Regions from separate parts of the Drosophila melanogaster genome. Here region 1 is linked to region 2. Evidence: chromatin contacts called from public targeted proximity ligation data. All regions are on one chromosome and are shown on one strand. The core of a region is the stretch at or near the end of the contact, and the rest is flanking DNA. Distances in the headings are between cores, read along the strand shown.

Region 1 (3,670 bases), core at 878-3,377, 370 kb before region 2:
ACATGGAAATGTAATAGTTTGTAATCTAAGCTAATCTCGATCACTTCTGATTATTTTATAGGCTAAAATTCAGGTGACGGAAAAGCTTCGTAATTCTCGGGAGGATCTGGACATGTCTACGTCTTCAAGAAAGTCCGCAGTTTCCACAATACCTTATGGCACACTGGGAATCAACAGGGATCAGTGGGGTCCCGGTGTAGAGACAGCGGATCGAATGCGTTTTGATGCATTGTTGGAAAAGGTTCTAGCTGAGCTGGAACCCATCGCCCTGCAGGAACAGCTTTTCTGCATCAACTTTTTTCAGATGGACGTTATTAGTCCAACGACAAAGAACACACAGACTACGTTGGAGATGGAAAAGGCGGTGGATATGACACAGTCAATCATATCAGGAGCGGTTTCGCCATCAGGTGATGGTGTTCCGCAGAAGCGGATTGACCGTCAAATTAACGAAGATGTGCGTAAACTGATGATGGGCCTTTTCGGTTGCCTAGAACCAGAGCTAGTTAGCTTCATCCAGAGCTTTGAGCGTGTAGACAGCTTGTAAGTAAACAATATAGTAATGGAGTAAGGAGTAATTAACAAATTTGTTTTCGTAGCTACTCTCTGTACGTTTTTGTGCGACTTACGCAGCACGTCATGTCCGCCCAGGACACACATTCCTTTCTTAGCATGACCTTCGCTTCCGCCTTGGTGCAGGTGAAGCGGAGCTTCGACCGCTTTATGCAGAACCAACTACTGTCTATCCGGGAGGCAAAGCTGCACAAACGTTCTAAGGCCATTCTGCCGTATGTGGAAAACTTTGAAAACTTTGCCCAAACTGCAGAGGGCATATTTCGGAAATCGGATCGCCGAACGGACATGGAGAAGTGGTACTTGCAGCTGGTGAATGCCATATTTGAGGGCATCCAACTGCATTCGCAGGAGCACCCCAAGACACCAGTTCAGGTAGTGCGCATGGAGAACTACCACCACATGTACGCTTTGTTAGCCCAGCTCAAGGTTCCTGGTCTGGACGCCCTGAAAAAGGAGGCCAAGAAGTGTTATAACGATGCGCTAAAAGCGTATGTGACTCAGTACTTCGGCCGGCCGCTGGAGAAACTGAATGTAAGCCAAAGTCAATGACCTTCCAGAAGAAAAGATAAGTCGATCTTCATCTCATAAATTTCCGTTCTGCCTTTGCAGCAATTCTTCGAAGGCGTGCAACTTAAGGTGGCCCAGGGAGTCAAGGAAACGGAAATCAGCTACCAGATGGCATTCTCCAAGCAGGAACTCCGCAAGGTGATCGCTCAGTATCCTGCACGAGAGGTGAAGAAAGGACTGGAGAACCTATATAAGAAGGTGGAAAAGCACCTGAGCGAGGAGGAGAATCTGCTGCAAGTGGTATGGCATGCCATGCAGGAGGAGTTCATTGCCCAGTATAATTACCTGGAGGAGCGCATCCAAAAGTGCTACGCCGGCGCCATGATCAACCTGGAGTTCAACATTCAGGACATACTCGCCTTCTTCTCGGACATAGCGCGCTCCCACTGATCTAGGGATTGGAATCTGAAAGTCAGGGAGCGGTTCAACCGGGTTTTATTTTTAAGTGCAATAGTATTTAAAGCGCTGTTTCTGCTGATTGCAAAATATATGGCGCGTATATTTAAACAGATGTGGATCTGCGAATGTTCGAAACGTCCAAGAGAGAGGGATCGCGTAGTGAAAAATCAACGAGACTAGGCCTTAAAGGGAACTTTTCAACAGCTAGCCATTGAAGTTGATTATTGTATAAGTTCTAAGCTAAAATTACATAGCCAATACTCAACTTTTGTCCAAGAATGCGAGTAAACTAAATTTTATATATAAAAATGTAGAATTTCTAGAGATCTTACTTGATCTTTAGTACGTCAGCTTTTAAAAATCACAGATAGAAGTTTGACTTTTTGTATTTATACTTTTATAGTATAACTCTAATTTACTACCGTGCACATTCAAACAGCCTCCTAAGGTCAAAGAGAGCTCTTCAAGATCAAAAGAGATAGATCATAGCCTAAAGAGAGAGAGAGAGAGAGAGAGTGCTCGAAGAGTGAGCTTTCCGGGGTGGCTTTTCGTTCGCCAGCCGTTGGAGTTCGGGCTGGTGCTCCCAGTCAAGCCGCGCGACTCTTTCGCATCGGTTGTCGCCTGTCCGCGTGATTTACCCAACTGCAGTATAAGCATTTTATTTCGTGTATTTTAAATTGTTCTAGCCGTACGTGTTTCCGTGTGTGCTCATGTGCCGTGTTGATAACTCCGTGAAATGCAAATGGTAATTGCAAATGGCAAATGGCAAACGGAAAATGGAAGAAGCCGCAACGACTTGCGACTGAATGTGGTGCATATTTTATGAAGCTCCGACAGGGAGAACAAAAAGTTAGACTACCGCCGAACCGATCCGATCCGAACTGATCCTCCCTCCTGTCTGGGCTGTCCCATAAACATGGCCACCATAGCGACCCGTCCGACCAGTTTCGTGCTGTTGTGCGGTTGTCGCTCCTGACTCGGTTCTCCCTACCTTCCCGTGACCCCCATCCCCATCCCCGTCTACATTCCCATTCCCATCTCCTCCAGCCGTTCCATTCCTTAGCTTACCTTAGCCTGTCTTGCCCTCCGCCTTGCATTTCTCATGCACACACGTTGCCCGCTTTTTGTGCTTTTCGTGCGCTCCCGTGCTCATGTTCTTCCACTTTTTCGGCAGCCTGTAGTACAGTGGATGCCGGTTAACGGAAGACATTTACATTTTAATGCATGTTCGACATGGAAAACTAATCGGATACGAAACGCATACAAAAAGACTATTCTTTTTAGGACCTTAATGAGATGCAGGAATACTGAGTCTTCAGACGGCTTTGGAAATTTAATAATATAGGTTTCTTAGATAATCATTTTAGTTTTCAAAATCAATAACTCTACTTCATTTTAGGTTCTTTCATAACAAGCTTATATCTACAATAGTTTGGGATCACTCGGCATAGCTCTTTGCGTTTTTCAAGCCAATTTCCACTGTTTTTCTTTCCTCGCAATTCCTCTTCAACACAACTGCCTTTTGTTTTAGCCTTAACTGGCGGTCATCACAGTTGCTCTTGCCGTACGTATATTTTAACGAAGTTTCGCTGAAACCTGGCCCACCTTGATAAGCACCTGGAAAGTCAGTTGGTCGCGATCGTCTGGCAAGTTCAATGCTATGATATTGGCGCTGCATTTTCGACTTCCGCTATAATTAGCTAGCTCAACTCTTTGGCCCTTCGATTTCGCAGACCACTGTACTTGTTTTGGAAGAAACGGATAAAGTGCGATAAGAGTGCAACTGTGTGAAGTGATTAAGTGGCAGAGTTATCTATGTCATCAGTAAATGTTGTAATCACCGAGATGATCTTGAGTCATGAAGATATCAGGGATGAGTGGCCTCCATGGCTTAGCAGCATGAACTTGTTAGCATGATAATTATCTTTAGAAAATGCGTAGGTTTGGAAATTCTTTCATTCATATCTTAGTTTTAGAAAGCTCGTATCTGGTTACCTCAATGCCAACTTTGAAATAAAATTTTGCAAATATGCATATTACTGAGTGCGCCAGCTGTATTCACTCAAAGTTTATGTATGAATGAATATAGTGTCAGATGTCATCATGAGCATGCGGCGATATCAAAGTT
Region 2 (3,456 bases), core at 219-2,718:
TGCTAAAATAGTATTTTTATAAAAACAAAAGCATTCAGTCAACAGCCTTGGGTACACTGCTTGAAGTACTGCTTGGCGTAACAGTGAGCTGTTAGCTTATCGCTGTTATATCATTTAAATGTTGAAAAAGAGCGAAAATTAGCAAAAATTAAACGATGATGACTGAAAGTGCAGTAATAACAAAAAGAATTCCATCATTTAAATTCCTAACAAGATTTATATCTAGCTAAACCACAATATACCCTAATAATACTCCTCCCGTTCACTAATCTCTGCTAACTTCGAAGAGCACTGCTTGCCTGGGCGCCAAATTCAAATGGCAATGCGATAAGCTTAACTTACGTTTTCTCGTGGGCGGGGGCGTGGTGAGCACGGCGGTTTCCGGCACCGTGTTGAGGACATGCTGAGGATATCCGCTGGTGCTCCGCTGGCGATGGAGTGGCTGGAACGACCAGTTGTTCGTGGTACTTCGAGGCGAAAAGAAAACAGATAAACATTCGAGTTAGTTAGTCGCGAATTACACGCGATTTGTTTGCCCATTCGGTTCGGCCAATTGTGCTTTTCGTTATCATGTTTGCGACCGATTTTGGCTTGATTTGATTCAAAGTCAAGTGCTAATTGGTGGGCCCATTGTTGTGACTCACGTCACAGCCAGCTGACGTCGGCGTCTGGTTTCTGCCGCTGGGCTGCAGAATTTTCCCGTATAGCCAGCTAAAAAATAAAAACCCCTTCAAACTCAACTGCAGCGCGTGTCGCCGGCGAACGGGTGGCGTTGGCTTTTGTTTTCAATCATGGCCTTTTGTAATGGCCACGAAAAAAAAGCGCTTATCAAGCGAACTCAAGATACTCGAAGCAGCACTATTCTCACACACAAGCACCAATTTACAAATGGCTTTATCTATCAGGGTCCAATTTTGTTTTATAATTTATTTGATAAGCCAATGTCAAGTGAAATTAAAAGGCCAAGGGAAGGGCAGGGAATGGCATGGTGTCGATGAAAGGTAGGGGCTCCTAAAAAACTTTATGCCATCATAAATTTTTATTGGCATGACCATTGGCTGCGGCTTTGCCGCTTTTAACACGTTCACATTTCGGATTCTCAATTCTTGATTCTTGGCCACAAACACACAAACACACACACACGCACACGCACGGCGAGTAGGCAAATATAAGCCAAAATAAACAACATTTTGTTAATGCTATTATATAAATAACGGTATAGCCAGTGCTTGCTTTCTTTACCTCTGCGCCATTCTGGATAAATATATATATATATATATATTTCTTTATCAATCGCGAACCGCAATATCACGAGACTCAGCGTCGCAGGGCGGATAGCTTACTTCACTTTGGTTAAGTTGGGGTTGCGTTAGGAAGAGCAGCCCCCCAAAAAAAAAAACAAGCGTCGGTAGCGGTACGTAGCAGCGGTACGACGTTCGACGATCGACGCCCAGCGCTCAACTCAGCGGTATAGCATACCATCCAAATGACGAGGCCAATGCTCGTTGTAGTTAACGTTAACGTGGTTAAGACGGAGCTTTCGGCCAGGCAGCTTTCTTTGGCCGGATCGAAGCTACAAGAGGCCAACTCGCTGCTCAGCTGTTGGTAAGAGCATAACATTTACTTGTTAACAAAAATGGGGCATTGAAATGTGGGACACTGCAAAATTGATTAAAAACTTGGGGCTTAGGTGCTTAGAAAATATACTAAACACTATTTAAACGAAATAAATAACAATATGTGGATATATATTAAATTGTAAATATGTTTATAGAAACTGTAGAATAAAATCAATGTAACTTATTCACAAAACTCATACTAGTTACTGAGAAAAAACAATGATGATCTTTAACTTACTTTTTTGTATATGATCATAAGTTCGACTTCTCTATTGTTTAGTATTTTTTTTTTTAAGCTGTCTATACTAATCACTAACTTAACGAACAAATCTATTGCCATAAACTACATTTTCTTAATTAACAAAATTTTTTTATATTTGAAATATAATTATAAAAACTCTTTCACTGGGCGTTTCTTGAGCGCTTGCAGTTTATAAATAGTTGTATTATTTTAACTTGAAATTCAAGTACCATTTATAAAATTCCTTAGCATTAGAAGACAATACAAATCTGCGCTAAAAATAAGCAAACTGTTTGTATTGATTTTATAGCTCACTTGTTTTGCTCAAAAGGTATGTACACTATATATATAATCGAGTATCAAAATTGGCGGTTTTGTTTATCCTTGGGCAGAAGGAAACCCTAATCCGACAACAAAATAATATAAGCAATAATTTGTCGCTGTGAAGAAAGCTAATGACTAATTGGCTAGCCATTAATTTTAAGTTTTGCTGCTCGGCAAAAAGTATAAATAAGTGAAAGTATAAATAACACTCATATAAGGAAAATAAACTCAGAAGTGCTGGGAAATCCTCTATATATTTCAAGACTGATTAAGATTTATGGCATTTCTCCAGTGCTCAAAGTACATTCTATTTGTTCGCATTATCAAAGCGAAATATATGGACGTGTTTGTTTGGCGGCAAAAAATAATCCATAAACAAATGAAAACAAGAGTGAATTGTTTTTTGGTTTTTTTTTTTCATTTTTTTTTTTTGCCATGGCATAACATTTATTTTTTCGCATACACAGTATTCCGTTGCTTCTTTTAGTATAAAAAAGTAGTACAAAAGTTCTATTTCTACTCGTGTTTGGCATTGTCAAACTGAAGTACGTGGATTTGTTTGCTCCGCGAAACAAAAACAAAAAAAATGGTAAAATGGTTGGGGCAAAATGCAAATAAAAAGCGAAACAAGTGTGCAAACAGGAGCAAACAAACGTGTGTCCAACAGGTGTGCGTGTGCGTCTGTGTGTGTGTGTAGAGTGTGCATGTGTGTGTTGTTTTTTTTTTCTGGGAGGGTGGGAAAGTGGGTGGTGTTTTCCAGGGTGGGTTGGCGGTTGGTGGGTGGCAGACGCATTGCGTTTATTTACTCGCCAGTCATCATCTCCATGAATTCTGTAAATTAAACAAAATGACAGACATTAAACCGATGCCATCGCGCCAGAGCAACCGCTATATGCATTTATAAATAAATATTCCATAAACACGAAAACAAAATGTAAATATGTACGTTATTCCGAGAATGAAAAATGCGTGTGGTGGAATCGAATTTGTGTGTCGCGCCCAAAAATAGCCAACGATATGCTCCTCCATGGGAGCGTTGATCACATCAAGCTGTCATAATCGAGCGATCTCAAGATCATCGAAATTTATGATCACTATACATATATATGTATGTATGCATGTGGGTGGATATGGATATGGATGTGAATGGAAAGCCACTAGAATGTATTAATATCAAACGGAATGGGCACTCACCATCGAAATCCACTGTACCGGAGCCATCGGAATCGATCTCCTCGATCATAATGTCCAGCTCCTGTTCGGTCAGCTGGT

What was found.
Region 1: a targeted proximity ligation map of the Kc167 cell line shows a contact between it and region 2, with 8 times the contacts expected there. A contact is called at or near these places in 19 of 107 Hi-C or Micro-C datasets (the Clone 8 cell line, the D17-c3 cell line, the Kc167 cell line and 9 more) and 3 of 7 datasets of targeted methods (the Kc167 cell line and the S2 cell line).

Annotation. Positions count from the first base shown.
Region 1 is chr3L:17,419,971-17,423,640 of dm6, reverse strand. blot (bloated tubules) reads left to right here and starts at 2,127. Exons shown (of 6, transcript NM_170636.2): 1 at 2,127-2,287. Sec3 (Secretory 3) reads left to right here. Exons shown (of 6, transcript NM_140719.4): 4 at 62-543; 5 at 600-1,107; 6 at 1,186-1,854. The coding sequence ends at 1,533.
Region 2 is chr3L:17,047,524-17,050,979 of dm6, reverse strand. It overlaps rogdi (rogdi,), which reads right to left and starts at 1,468. Exons shown (of 8, transcript NM_168717.2): 1 at 1,243-1,468; 2 at 343-467. The coding sequence starts at 1,253. It overlaps TpnC73F (Troponin C at 73F), which reads right to left. Exons shown (of 5, transcript NM_001300162.1): 4 at 3,379-3,456; 5 at 2,590-3,015. The coding sequence ends at 2,987.